3 separate regions of the Sus scrofa genome follow, and regions 1 and 2 are each linked to region 3. The links are chromatin contacts, called in public HiChIP or PLAC-seq and promoter capture Hi-C maps. All regions are on one chromosome and are shown on one strand. The core of a region is the stretch at or near the end of the contact, and the rest is flanking DNA. Distances in the headings are between cores, read along the strand shown. Region 1 overlaps TANC1 (protein TANC1). Region 2 overlaps LOC110256997 (a long non-coding RNA gene). Region 3 holds the start of TANC1 (protein TANC1).

What was found. Promoter capture Hi-C pulls out the DNA fragments that hold promoters and counts their contacts. HiChIP or PLAC-seq counts read pairs in DNA pulled down with a chosen protein or histone mark.
Region 1: an H3K27ac HiChIP or PLAC-seq map of skeletal muscle shows a contact between it and region 3. The contact joins the enhancer-like site here to the promoter of TANC1 in region 3. A contact is called at or near these places in 6 of 47 Hi-C or Micro-C datasets (embryonic fibroblasts, fetal heart ventricle, fetal skeletal muscle and 3 more) and 1 of 2 datasets of contacts at active chromatin or transcription factors (skeletal muscle).
Region 2: a promoter capture Hi-C map of liver shows a contact between it and region 3, with 7 times the contacts expected there. The contact joins the enhancer-like site here to the promoter of TANC1 in region 3. A contact is called at or near these places in 1 of 5 promoter capture datasets (liver) and 8 of 47 Hi-C or Micro-C datasets (alveolar macrophages, embryonic fibroblasts, fetal heart ventricle and 3 more).

Annotation. Positions count from the first base shown.
Region 1 is chr15:65,964,908-65,967,607 of Sscrofa11.1, forward strand. All of the region lies in intron 1 of TANC1 (protein TANC1), which reads left to right. Among named protein-coding and RNA genes, the nearest start is that of TANC1, 46 kb to the left of the region's middle. Within about 2 kb of position 1,329, at least 6 of the 83 cell types and tissues checked have an H3K27ac peak or open chromatin away from gene starts, as enhancers often do. A contact at or near this core is called in skeletal muscle, where this site is marked.
Region 2 is chr15:65,854,975-65,857,674 of Sscrofa11.1, forward strand. LOC110256997 (a long non-coding RNA gene) reads left to right here. Exons shown (of 3, transcript XR_002339107.1): 3 at 2,278-2,700. Among named protein-coding and RNA genes, the nearest start is that of DAPL1, 60 kb to the left of the region's middle. Within about 2 kb of position 1,372, at least 12 of the 83 cell types and tissues checked have an H3K27ac peak or open chromatin away from gene starts, as enhancers often do. A contact at or near this core is called in embryonic fibroblasts and liver, where this site is marked.
Region 3 is chr15:65,918,859-65,921,558 of Sscrofa11.1, forward strand. It overlaps TANC1 (protein TANC1), which reads left to right and starts at 1,310. Exons shown (of 26, transcript XM_021074763.1): 1 at 1,310-1,524.

The DNA.
Region 1 (2,700 bases), core at 79-2,578, 46 kb after region 3:
TGTGTGTGTGCATTTTGGATGCTATTATAGAACGGGCCTGGAGATTAAAACCTCCTGTCGCTGTTGCCCGGCATCCCACAGTTCAAAGCTCTAGGACAGAAGTTTGCAGGTATTGGCAGGAAGCTTCCCATTTTGTATATTTTTGAGAGAAAAGAGAGAATGAGGTGTCCATGTGGAGCATTTTATAATGAAGGAAGAACAGCCCGACTGCTGTAGACAGGTATTCAAAGCCTATCCCACCGGCCTCCTAACTGCATTTGCTGCAGATGCATCCCCACGAGGCCTCCAGATTGAGAAGAAGGCCCACTGTTGTTTGTGCTGCACAGCTGTTAAAACAGTTAATTCGGTTTTTCCTAAACCATTGTGGGAAATGCAGTAGTTGGCTTTTGAGAATGTGAACTTATAGTATATTTGGGGTCTTTGGTATCATTAGCAACTTTATTCTAGCAAACAGCAGTGGGCCGAATTTTGTCAGTTCTAGAAATTCATTTCTTTTTTAAAGAAATTGTTCTAGGAGTTCCCGTCGTGGCTCAGTGTTTAACGAATCCAACTAGGAACCATGAGGTTGCGGGTTCGATCCCTGCCCTTGCTCAGTGGGTTAAGGATCTGGCGTTGCTGTGAGCTGTGGTGTAGGTCACAGATGCGGCTCGGATTTGGTGTTGCTATGGCTCTGGCATAGGCCGGTGGCTACAGCTCCAATTCAACCCCTAGCCTGGGAACCTCCATATGCTGCGGGAGTGGCCCAAGAAATGGCAAAAAGACAAAAAAAGGAAAAAGAAGTTGTGCTAAAGTATACATAACAAAATTTACATTTTAACAATTTTCGTTCAGTGGCATTAAGTACATTCAGTGTTGCCCAGTCTTCACTCACCCATCTCCAGGTCTTTTTTATCTTTCCCATGAGAAACTCTGTACCCTTTAAACACCAACTGCCTGTTCTCCACTTCCCCCTGTCTCTCTAACTTCTATTCTCCTTGCTGTCTCTGTGACTTTGCCTCTTTCGGGTACCTCGTATATGTGAAATCGTGTATTTGTCCTTTGTGTCTGTGGGTCCCATAATTCTTGTTCTATCTGAATAGCTTTCACCATATGCCATTTTCTTGTGGATCATAAAATAATTGAGTAGGTAACTTTAGAATACTAAAGCTCTAGGACACAAGTTTGCAACTGACACGCCCTCAGGGGCCAGAGAGTAATAACATCTAATATTTATAGAGCAGTTGCTATGTATGAGGCTCTTGGCAGGTAACGACGCATTTCCCCTCACACCAGCCCTTTGAGGCAAATACTATTAATACCCCGGGTTTGCAGATAGGAAACGCAGAGATGAATTACTTGCCTAAGATAATGACATGGCTGGTTTGTGGCCGACCAGAGAGGTGCCAGCTCAGGAGTCAGCTCCAGGGCCCAAGCTCTTAGGAAGCTGCTGGATTATTCTCAGGTGGAGTGGGCAAAGACAAGTGGGATCCCAGGCCATCGAGGGAGTGAGCTGATGGTGAGGGCTGATCCTCAGCCCCTGCCCCCCCCACCCCCATGTTGGGGTTAATTAGGGAGTAGTGGAGGGTTGTCACAGACTCAACCCTCCACTGTGGGAATGGGGGCTCAAGGCTGCTGGCACGCCCAAGTGTCTAAGAGAAGCTGGAACATTTATGTTTATGGATGACCTCTTAATTTTGGAGTGCTGGCAACCTAACTCAGAAACTACAACAAAGCAGGTGGGCCAGGCAGAGTATCTGTGACCTACTAGTTTGAGACCTTTTTTTTCCTGGAGGTTTCAGGATAACCTTTCGCTTATCCAGACCCTTCAAAGGATAGCCTTTCATTTATCCACCCCTGGGACATGTATCACTTGCCATGGTTTGGACCCAGAGGCAGAGTCTTGCTGGTCTTTGCTTCTCCAGCTGCAACTTTGACATAGCAATTTTGAGTAAATGGGTGCTGAGCCAATGAGTCTTTATAGCACTCATGATTTCCTCCCACATGCTGCCAAGAATTCACCGAAGGTCTAATTCAAAACAAAACAAACCTAGTCAATTTGAAAGGCTTATATTCTTTCATGTAGAGCTTCATAATTTATTGTTTCATTTGGGGGCTCCTTTGACTTAACAGTGCTGATTTAATAAGACTTTAAAGTATTAAAGTAATAGGACTTTCCTTTAGAAAGGCTTACCAAAGAAATTCAAGGCTGTGAACCTTATTTTCATAGCAGCCATCAGCATTTGTGACATGTATCATCATATGCAAACCACCGTGTTGAGGATTTTAAATGCCTTATTCTTTTTTTTATTTTTTATTTTTTTTAATTTTAATTTTATTTTTGGTCTTTTTGCCATTTCTTGGGCTGCTCCCGCGGCATATGGAGGTTCCCAGGCTAGGGGTCCCGTTGGAGCTGTAGCCACCGGCCTACTCCAGAGCCACAGCAACTCGGGATCCAAGCTGCGTCTGCAGCCTATACCACAGCTCACGGCAACGCCGGATCCCTAACCCACTGAGCAAGGCCAGGGATCGAACCCGAAAGCTCATGGTTCCTAGTTGGATTCGTTAACCACTGAGTCCCGACGGGAACTCCTTTATTTTTTATTTTTTTAAAAGTTTTTGCTTTTTAGAGCCACACCTGTGGCATACGGAAGTTCCCTGGCCTAAGGGCCTAGGGGTTAAATTGGAGCTGGAGCTGTTGGACACAGCCACAGCAATGCCAGA
Region 2 (2,700 bases), core at 122-2,621, 64 kb before region 3:
TACAGTTTGACTCAGGAATATGTGGGTCAGCTATACCCAAATTGAGGCTTAATGATTCCAATTTATCATGAACTTACTCTTGAAAAAAAGCTGGTAGCTTAGTCGGCCTGTGTCATAGGCCAACTGCATAACTGGAAATTCTCCAGATTAACTTCTATAATAAAGAACACAATGTTTATGAGAGGATAAGTAACACAAATGTGTTCATTGCAAATGTGTATGTGTGATTAAAACGAAAAGAAATCAAAGTAGTTGTTTAGAATTTAGACCAAAAAAAAATTTTAGAATTATGTTATCATTCTCAGTGTTTAAAATTGCCAGCTGGGGAGTTCCCGTCATGGCACAGCAGAAACAAATCCTACTAGGAACCATGAGGTTGTGGGTTCCACCATGGCCTCGCTCAGTGGGTTAAGGATCCGGCATTGCCGTGAGCTGTGGTTTATGTCGCAGACACAGCTCGGATCTGGCATTGTTGTGGCTGTGGTATATAGCCTGGCAGCTGTAGCTCCAATTAGACCCCTAGTCTGGGAACCTCCATAGGCCACAGGTGCAGCCCTAAAAAGCAAAATAAAATAAAATAAAATAAAATAAAATAAAATAGCCAGCTAATGGTGATAATAAAAAGCAGGCCATTTTGAAGTTGGTTGTATTGTTTTAAAATTCTCTTTAAATGGTGTATCTTTTATGTGTACCAAGGAAAGATTGTTCCCACTGCCCTTCCACCTCCTAAGGTCACCCAGAGTTGGAGACTGGGGGATAAGAGAGGCTTGAGTAAGGCTGTGATGTACTCATGTAGCAGGATTTCCTCTTAAACAGACCACCAGGGAAGGAGACCCTATACCTGGCTGGAGAATATTCTGGTTAATCTAAGATTTTGTGTTAATTCAGAACCCCTTGCTTGTGATTGGGTTGAAATGATAGCTCAAGAGCTGTCGTGAGGCTTTCAAAGACATCAGTGTACTCCAAACATTGTCTATAGCTAAGACTTGTAAATTATTAATAAATCACACACATTTATGTATATATGTATCTATGTGAACATATAGGTACATATAACTATACATTGGAAACAGGATGATGCATACACACAAACACACACATATACACACACGTATGCATGCATATCTTATCTGCATGTATATCTATACTCTTGACATTAATAAAAATATATCCACATAAAGAGGTACTTAATTCATAGTAGCTTTTTGTCTTTACGTATTTTTCTTAGTCAGAAAATACTGAAAGTACAAATACTATCAATTCATGTTCATGACTTACATTTATGTTTCAAAGGAATCCTCTTAACAGACCTCATTCTATTTCTTTGTCATCAAATTGCCGTATCATCAGAATTTTCTATGAACCACTAGAGGGTAGTATAAACCAGCAAAAAAATCCAACCATCCAGCTGGCTGCAAAATAATCCTGAGACTACCTAAGCAATGAAGGGCAGCCATTTCCTTAGAATAACCGATTAAGGCCAGGCAATTCGGATCCCATCTTTTCAGAGTTCAAAATGAAAATACTTGTATTAACTCCTATAAGAAATATGTATATTCTAACCAGTAGAACAAACTTAGACATTAAGTGCTCAAAGTCTAGGATCAGAGTGACAGGGTTTAAATCTGACCTCCACCCTTGATAGCAGTGTCACCTTGGGCAAGTTTTTTACCACTTTATTTCCTTATCTGCAAAGTGATAATAATAGCACAGAACAGTGCTGCCTAGCACACGGTGGGCATGCTCCATAATGTTAGCTTTTATCAGAGGTTAAGCTCTCAGGCTCTGGATTTACACTGCCTGGATTCAAATACTAGATCTACCAAGCTAAATAAATAACTCCGTAACTTTGGGCAAATTATTTTTCTCAACCTCGGTGTCCTCATCTATAAAATGGGGCTAATAATAATACCAACTCCAAGATAGGCACATCGACACTTGATACCGTGCCTGGCACAGAGTAAAATGTAATATATGCTGATTGTTAGTATGATTTTTAATATTCTTTTTATAATTCTAATGATATTATTATTAGACATGTGATGAAAAATTTAGCACTGATGTTTGTACATATTTGAGAAATAGCAACATGGAGTACATTTCCTGATGCTTGTTGAAGCGAGGCAGGCTCCTGACCACAGACGACTCACCACTGTTTTAAACTTTCGCCTCTACCAGAAAACTAAATGGAAGGTTGTGCAATGAGGTGGAGAATTTGAACTTTGTCAACAATGTGCCCAATGCATGCCTCTTTAAAACTTGCTTTCTTTTTGGAAGGAGCTGCTTTCTTTGGATCATCCAAAAACTTTGAGTTTCTGCTCTGAGACTGCACACAAGGTATCAGCCCTCGTGTATTTCTGGAGAGACTTTAACAGATCAAAGGGAGCGTCTGCTTTCTCCCCAAGCACATGTCTGCCGGGAGCCCTGCTTGTTGTGGAGCAAAGATGGCTCAGCTCTGGCAGCCCAGTTTATATCCTTCTGACTCTGTGGAGAAACTTGCCTTTTTAAAAAAAAAAATCAAACTTCAGAAGGATCCAAAAACATCATCAGTCATTGTAAAAAGGGTTTTATTATATCTGCCAGAAGAGTTTGATGGTGTTGGACTGTTGATTAGTATGTCGTCTCCTTTAGTAATCCAAAAAAAAGTTGTTAATATTGGCAACAAAAACGAATTGGTTTCACGAGCTTACCAGCAGTTTT
Region 3 (2,700 bases), core at 60-2,559:
TATCCTGCTTTGTTTCAGGACGACTTCAAGGCTGCTGATATGTTTACTGTTCAAATATCAGGACAGTAATAATCAAGCCTTTAAAACTGTGGGTGAAAAAGCCAGCAAATTTCAGTCATCTTTTATTTATGTAAAGAGATTGTATGTCATTTTACTTCCTGTCCCTTTTCACAGGAACTTTACATATGGACTCTCCTCTTACTAGGAATCTTTATATTGGGAAGCTCTGCGTGAGGTTGAAGTTTTTATGGGGGAACTTGATTAAAACACAGTTGTCTTTAAAGGCGGGTTTGCCACATAAGGTTAGGGGTTGCCAATAAATCCATTTATAGCAACTTCTGTATTCCCTGCTCCAGACACATTATCTGGGTGACCGGTGCACGATTCCCACAGGCCATGCAAGGCAGCAACAGTCTTAGCTGATCCCTCCGTGACCAAGGCTGATTTAAAGGGCTTCGGGTGTGGACTGGGCCGAGCCCCCCAGCCTGAATTGCTTGCCTGGGATCTTGGGGGGACTCCAGAATCTTTGGGCCCTATCCTGGTTTTCCTCTGCTAGGGTATAACAATACATTTTAGAAACTTGGTAATTTAATTTACTGCTGCCAACCGAAACAATAATAGCATCTTTGTGTTTCTCCTACCTCCATACCTCCCTCCTCCCGCCGATACAAGCACGATGTTGGCCCTGCGTAAATACAGCACAGAACAACACAGGGCCACCCCAGAGCGATTGGAGGCTCTGGGACCTGGTCCCAGGGGCGCAGGAGGCAATCACGGGCTCCTGAAAGTCCCTAATTCGCATTTGGGAAAGAAAAAGACACAGCAGGCGAGATGCCCCTTACACCTTCCATCTGCCTGAACTCAATCTTGCTCCAGAAAGTGAATGTTTGAGCGCGCGCGCGCACGTGTGTGTGGTGTGTAGTTAAGTGAGGCAGAGAAAATTCAAGAAAGCCACACAAGTCACCCTAAAGCATCCACCAAAATTTCAGCTTGGTTAATTGCTCCCATATGTCCTCCTCCGCTGCTTTCAAAAAGCAGCAAGGAGGGGGGAGGCCGGGCCACTTCACTGATTTGTAGAGGTTGAAAAAAAGATTATCACCCATCTTGATCCAATCCTGGAGGGGCCTAAGCGAAGCATCGGGGGCCTAGCCCCACTGGGGGAAGGTCGGGGGTGGGGGGACCCTATAGAAAGTTCGCGCACCGCACCCCAGCGGGTCCCAGGAGCTGCCGCAGCCCAGGGCTGGGAGGGGCGCGGGAGGCGCGGCCCGGGCGGGCGCGCGAGAGGAAGGTGCCTTCGGGAACACGCGCAAGGGCGGGGATTCGCGCTGCCAATGAGGCCCGGCTGTGGGCTGTGCGAGGAGGGGGGACGGGCGGGAGCGCAGCCTTAGCTGTGGCAGCTGCGGGAGCAGCGGCCGCCTTGGGAGTCGGAGGAGAGGTAGCCGCGGAGCGCAGAGCTGGCCGCGCCCCGAGGCCCGGCCCTGGGGGTGGGGAGCAGCGCGGAGGAGCTGGAAACTTTCCCTGCAGGTAACTCCCGCCGCTCTGGCGCCGCCGCCGGGCTCCGCGCGTCCGGGGCAGGACCAGCTGCTGCAGTGCAGAGGGGAGCTGGGGGTCCCGGGAAGAGGAGAGGGTGATGGGGAGAGTGGAAAGGCATGTGGGAAAGTTTCTGGAGCCTCCCTGCCCCCCTTCGCTGGGCACACCCGGGAGCTTTCCGGGGATAGGCACGGACATGTTGGGCGCTCCGGGCCTTGGTCCTGGCGTCTCTGGAGAATCGGTGCCTTCTTTTAGCTTCCCCACTGCGACGGACCGAGCGGGCCCCGGGTGGAGCTGGGGTTCGGGGGCACTGGGAACGCGCGGCGGCACGCTCGAGTTTCGGGATCACCCCCGCCCGGCGCGTCTCCGCGCCCCCCTTCCCGCCTCCTCTGTAGCCTCTGGGCTTGGCAAGGGCCTGGCTGCGCCTGGTACCTGGGGCAGGAGAGGCGGGGGAGAGGTGCGCCTGCCACCGTGGGGTCCAGGGCGCCCCGGGAGTGTAGGTGAGCGCGGGTCGCGAAGTTGACGCGTGAACTTAAACCCCAGCAGAGTTGAAAGTATTGCTTCGCTTCCAAGAACATTGCGATGAGTATATCCACGTTTTTTGGGGGAAGGGGTAGGTGAATTAGGATTAGAGATTGAAGGAGAGTTGGAATTGTATTAAGGTTATGTACCCTCCCGTTCTTGGAGAGTGAAGCGTGCTTACTTCTTTTGGGAAACATATATCGGGGGCAAGTTCTTCCTGCAGGACTTTGGGGTGCGGGCGCGCCACGTTGTGGGTGTGAGGGGCTCCCGGCTTTGGCGCTGGAGCTTTCCGGAACGGCTGGCGAGGAAGGAAGCCCTAAGGCATTGTGTGCGGTGTTTGCCGACAGAGACGTCGCTAGACCGGCGTTCTCAAAACTTACTTCACTTATTGTGTGAGGCTCCGGGAGGAAATGCGGCGGTGGCCAGGTAGAAATACGGCGCTGCGCCCGGGGGTTCGGAGGTCACCCGGCTCCGTGACAGTCTTTCCCGTACCAACTCCCTCCAGCCCACCCTTGGCAGCCCCAGATCCCGGTGCCTCGAGGGATGGTACTCGTCTCGGTAGCGCCCTTCCTTGCTGGAATAAACTCGGGGAGGTTAGGAGGGCACCTTCATCTTGAACTTGACCCTAGAAGAATCGAAGTCTGGGAA